Regions from separate parts of the Mus musculus genome. Here region 2 is linked to region 1. The links are chromatin contacts, called in public promoter capture Hi-C maps. All regions are on one chromosome and are shown on one strand. The core of a region is the stretch at or near the end of the contact, and the rest is flanking DNA. Distances in the headings are between cores, read along the strand shown. Region 1 holds the start of Nek8 (NIMA (never in mitosis gene a)-related expressed kinase 8). Region 2 holds the start of Acly (ATP citrate lyase).

The links. Promoter capture Hi-C pulls out the DNA fragments that hold promoters and counts their contacts.
Region 2: a contact with region 1 is called in a promoter capture Hi-C map of cranial neural crest. The contact joins the promoter of Acly here to the promoter of Nek8 in region 1.

Annotation. Positions count from the first base shown.
Region 1 is chr11:78,175,262-78,177,962 of GRCm38.p6, reverse strand. Nek8 (NIMA (never in mitosis gene a)-related expressed kinase 8) reads left to right here and starts at 1,297. Exons shown (of 15, transcript NM_080849.3): 1 at 1,297-1,403. The coding sequence starts at 1,357. It also overlaps a transcript of Tlcd1 not described here.
Region 2 is chr11:100,526,694-100,529,393 of GRCm38.p6, reverse strand. It overlaps Acly (ATP citrate lyase), which reads left to right and starts at 1,394. Exons shown (of 28, transcript NM_134037.3): 1 at 1,394-1,599.

The DNA of each region.
Region 1 (2,701 bases), core at 48-2,547:
GGGATCCAAGCCCGCCTCCACTCCAGAGAGTAAGGCAGTTGCTCTGCGGAGCGGGATCGGCAGACCAGGAGAAAAGGAGCAACCCAGAGGCGGTGCTGAATGAAGGGAGTGTGCCTTTGGGAGGTGGAAGTGGACAACGAGGGCAAAAAGTGGGGACTAGGAGAACGGTGTTTCAAGATGTTGAGGGGCAAAAGCCCAAGCTCAGACTCCCAGGCACCTATGCCTTTTGGGTATTTGCTGCCTTCCCTGATGGTTCCAGGGTTACACATTAACTCCCAGAGGTCCCCAGGGTCACTCAAGGCCCATTCGGTTACTAAGTGATAGCACGATGTAATGTTTTGTGTGAGCGTTTTACCCCAGCACTCCCTCTTTGCTTCCCCAGCCAACTCCGGCCTGAGCCAGTGACCACAGGTTCCCTCCACGTAGGCTAGTTTGGGGCGGGGCAGGGACAAAAAATAAACAACCCTTCTCTCGCCCACTGAGAAATAGGAACGTTGTTAGCTAAGGACCACCTCCTGAATACTGACATTTTATAACTCCCTTAGAGCTGCAGGCGTCATGAAGAAGTCAGGATTTCATTCATCCTGGTCGAAACCCTAGCAGCGATACCAACCAGCCCACTATTTCTGGACAGAAGCATAGAACCTTCTCTGGGTTTCCCCCTACCGCGACGCTATAAGTTTTGAGTAAAGCTCCGAGTCCCCCTACGGCAGCGTTTTGTGCGGATTCTGAGAAACCGAGAGCACTGTGCTCAGTAGTTGTTACAACCAAGAGACCACGTCATGTACTCTTCAGGTGAATCAGTTTGTCCAACTGGGGTTTTCCCGGTCCCTCCCTCGGCAAACACCAAATAACGCCGCTCCTCTCCCCACACAGACCGGCTCGGTTTTGGTGGTTTATACTTTACGTGCCAATCATGAGAATCCCTTTATCTTTCTGAGGTAGTGCCAACTCGTCCCGGACAGTGGGGACTGTATCGATCTTCGCATTCCACTCGCATTAGACCTCTGAAAGAACAATCTTGTTTTTTTGCCGGGCAACATAAGTGGGCGCCTTATCGCTCCAGTCTAACTACCTATGCCCAAGTCACGCGTGTGCGATGTGGCTGGTACGGTTCTGAGCACTGAGGGACTCGTCAAGAAACCCAGAACGACTATTCTCTGATCCCTCGTTGGGGAAACACGACTTAGCCTCTAGGTTGAGTTCAAAGTCAGAGAAAGACGCCGGACTCGACAGACGCCCCCGTTTCGCCGGCTCCGCCCTGCAAAAGTTTTACAGCAAGGAGGAGGAGCTCCCAGATGGGAGGGTCCGCGCACGCGCCGCACCGGGATTCCAGAAGCGTAACTGAGAAATGAGATGGAGAAGTACGAGCGGATCCGAGTGGTGGGAAGAGGTGCCTTCGGGTGAGCCAGGGCGCTGGGGAGGAAATGCTAAGGGAGAAATTAGGGCCCTAATTCTGACCAAGAAATCGTGGCCCTGTTGGCTCCGCCCCGAAGCCAGAGCACCACTATGGGATGCCCCGCCCAGGCATCCGGTCCTTAGGTTTAGGCGGGAGGCCCCGCCCACAGCCAAACCACGCCCTCCAGACCAGCCTGTGCCCTTGGAAGATAGTTTTTCCCTGTAGATTGGTTATTCTTTGCTTCAACTGATAATAAGCGTAAACTGCACAGGTCAGACTGCCCGGAGTTTACAGTTATGACCAAAACAGGCGAGGTACTTCCCCTTTACGAACATAGCCCATAGGTAGTTGATCCAAACAAACAAGATATTGTTAAAACAGTTAATGAAGTTTGAGCAGTTATCAACAGTAAGAGACCGTGCACCAGGTGGGGTGGTACACGCTTGTCATTTCAGTACTTGGGAGCAGATGTAGGAGCATTGCTGTGAATTCGAGGCCAACCTGGACTACATAGAGATTGTCTCCAAAAGAAAAGACAAGCAAGAGCTGAAGAGATGGTTAAGAGCACAGACTGCTCTCCAAAAGGTCCTGAGTTCAAATCTCAGCAACCACATGGTGGCTCACAACCATCTGTATAATGAGATCTGACGCCCTCTTCTGGTGTGTCTAAAAATAGCTACAATGTACTTAGATATAACAAATCTTTAAAAAAGAAAAGAAAAGCAGTTTTTTTTTTTTTTTTTTTTTTTTTTTTTTTTGGTTTTTCGAGACAGGGTTTCTCTGTATAGCCCTGGCTGTCCTGGAACTCACTCTGTAGACCAGGGTGGCCTCGAACTCAGAAATCCGCCTGCCTCTGCCTCCCGAGTGCTGGGATTAAAGGCGTGCGCCACCACGCCCGGCAGAAAAGCAGTTTTTATGGTATACTCTGGACAGGCCTGAACTACATAACTAGCTTAAAACCAGTCTAGGCAACTTAGTGCTACCCTTCTCAAATTTTAGAAAAAGAAAAGAGGGACTGAGGGTGAATATCAGTGGTAGAGCTCCTGCCTAGCGTACTTGGGTTTAATTTCTAAACCAAAAGGGAACTTAAGAAGTTCACCAAGGAAGGTAATATAGCCCACAGGAAGGTGATCCAACAAGCAAGACATTGTTAAAACAGTTAATGAAGTTTGAGCAGTTATCAACAGCAGGAACTTAAGGAGTCCAGATGAGGTGGAAGGTCAAGACTTGAAGAACTGAGCCTGGCTTGGTGGCACACACCTTTAATTCCAGCACTTGTGAGGCAGAGGCAGGCAAAAGTCT
Region 2 (2,700 bases), core at 145-2,644, about 22 Mb before region 1:
CTCTAAACTGTTATTTCTAAAGAATGAGTATTAGGGAAGGGACCAAGAAAAAAAAAAAAAAAAGACGTCATCAAGGAGCACACGCTAGCCAGGAGTGGTGGCACGCCTTTAATCAGGAGGCAGAGGCAGGCGGATTTCTGAGTTCGAGGCCAGCCTGGTCTACAAAATGAGTTCCAGGACAGCCAGGGCTACACAGAGAAACCCTGTCTCGTAAAAAACAAAACAACAACAACAAAAAAAAAACCCAAACAAACAAAAAAAGGAGCACACGCTGGTCAAGAATGGGTGTTACAAGTTCAGCCATCCAAAGACTGGCCGAAAAGGGCCTGGGAGTGGGGGGCCTTGGGAAAGTGTTTGCCCAGGAGAGTGTTGCAACATTGTTGCAGGGAGCTTTTGACCCAGGGTTTTTTGCCAGGGGCACAGCCATGCAGATTCTCTGCACCCTGGGCTGACGCATCACCTGAGCTGATTAAAGGATGATTCTGGCCTCCTTCCTAGAGCTGGAAAATTGTTAGTTTCTGGGTCCATCTGGGAAGACATACTGGGACTAGGGGACAAGCAAGAGAGGCTTCCACTCCAGGGAAGCAGTGAATTCCTGATTTCCAGGACCTTATGATTTATCTATTCTGCCCCAGAAGTTCTCGGGTACCTGTTAGACTGGGCGCTCCAGTTTTGGGTTTGGAAAATATGTTCTATCTTTCGCAAGTAACAGAAAAGAGGAGGTTGTTCATTGCTTTCGGTGTCTTAGTTTGAGGTTGGGGGAGGGAGCAAGAGGTTGGGCAGGGATGGCCCCAGTCCTAAGTTTTAATCTCAGATAAATGATCAGCTCCGCCCAGATCCGCGCTCAGGTGAGCCTGTAAGAGGACTCGCGTTGGGACTGGCGTCCTTCTGGCCTCACTAGTTTACCCCTTCCTCCAATCTATGTCCTAGGTCGGACAGTCTGATTGTGTAGCGTGGTCGTGTAGACTGGCTCTGGTAAATTCCCTGGGGAGGGTTCCAGGAGCGGAGAGGCGACACGTGTGAAAGGAAAGCAGACGTAGCTTTTCAAAAGCAGGTCTAACGCACTGGGTTTGGTGTGGCGGCTTACAAGAGCCTGGGATAAGAACGTCAGTTGCTCTCCTGGGAGGGAGGAAGAGGACGCCAGGTCCAGGGAGAAGTGCTATAGCCTTTTGGGCCAACAACCCCCTCCCTCAGCTACCCAACCCGGCGGCTGGCCGGCCCAGCCCCTGAAACGATCAGGCCACAGCCCCCAGCCTCGTAGGTTCTCCTCCTAGAGCCGCCCGGCCCATCTCCCCATCCTAGGCCCCGCCCACGGCCCCGCCCACGTCCGGGACTACAAGTCCCATCAGCCCCAGGTCAGGCCTGAGGGCGGGGCCACCACAGCAGCGAATGGGGAGGAGCCTAGAGCTCAGGCTAGGGAACGCGTGTGCCCAATCGCCGGGCTGCTTAGCCTGTGAGCTGATGGGGGGCGGGGAGGAGCCCACTTGGGCCGGAACAAAAGCCGGATCCCCGGCTGCTGCAGGCGGCTGGAGCGATCCGAAGAGTTGGGGTGAGCTGGTGCTTACGGACAGAGAGCCACACTCAGGCTTTCTCGAAGAGGTGAGTACGGCAGTCGTAGGCGCGGGTGCGACCCCCCAGTACCCACTAAGCTTCCTGCTTCCCTCCCCCAACCCGGAACCACCTCCGGGCTCCCTGGCTGGGCGCTCCCGCGCGCTCCCTGCACCTGCTCGGAAGTTTTGTGCGGGTCTAAGCTTTATAGTAGTCTTCTCCCCAGCCGCGGGCCGCATGTCTACACCCTCCCAATCCTATTCTAGTTCCTGGGAGTTTGCACATTGCTTGCCACCGACCTTACTTCTCCCTCCTCCGGATTGCCTTTGCGCGTCCTGCTTCTTCTCAGCTCCACCCAGGGCCAGCTCTCGAGTCTAGTCGGGCTTTTTTTGGGACACTTTTTTGGGCCCCATTCGGGTTCCCCACCGGATGCCGGGGCGGGTAGTAGAGATGGCGGTGGCTACTCTCTCCACGCCGGCCGCTCGCAAGCCGGACTCAAGCAGGCCTGTCCTGTTAGTTCTGTGGTGAATCCCTTAAGCTCTATGTCGAAGTGTAGGGAGCGGGCCCTGGCCACGCGGGGTCGTGCTGCTTCAGAGTGCCTGAGGCCTTGCTGCGAGGACTTGGCTCCGGAGCGACGGCGCTGGATGGGCTCTCCCTGCTAAGGAGCTCCCTACTGGTGTAGCCCCCAAACAACAGATGGTCGGAGTGCTCAGGAGTCTGGATGAGACAAGCACCTAGGGTGTGTGTATGTGCGCGGGCGCGCGTGTGTGCAAAGGATGCTACCTACCTCTACCTCCTGTCAGGCCTGGCAGAGGTCTGGTCCCCAAAGCTTGCTGCTTTCTTCAGTCTTGAAATTCTGCTATGAGGGATCCCTCCTGACATAATTTTGGAAAGGACAGCATAAGGCACTTTAGTCTGCCAGCCAACCCTGTCTGTCCCCGCTTTAACTTTGCTCAGCATGTCGGGTTTCTTTACTATCGAGAGATAACTGTCCTGGAAAGATCATTTCCACCTCTTAGAAAGCTGCTTAAACGCTCCCCTCTGCGGGGGGGGGGGGCAGTAAAAGGAGGCCTTGAAGACAGAGTAGCTGCTGTTTTTAATCTCTATTTAGACACTGTCTGCTGTAGCAGGGAATACTCGGAAGAGTTCTGT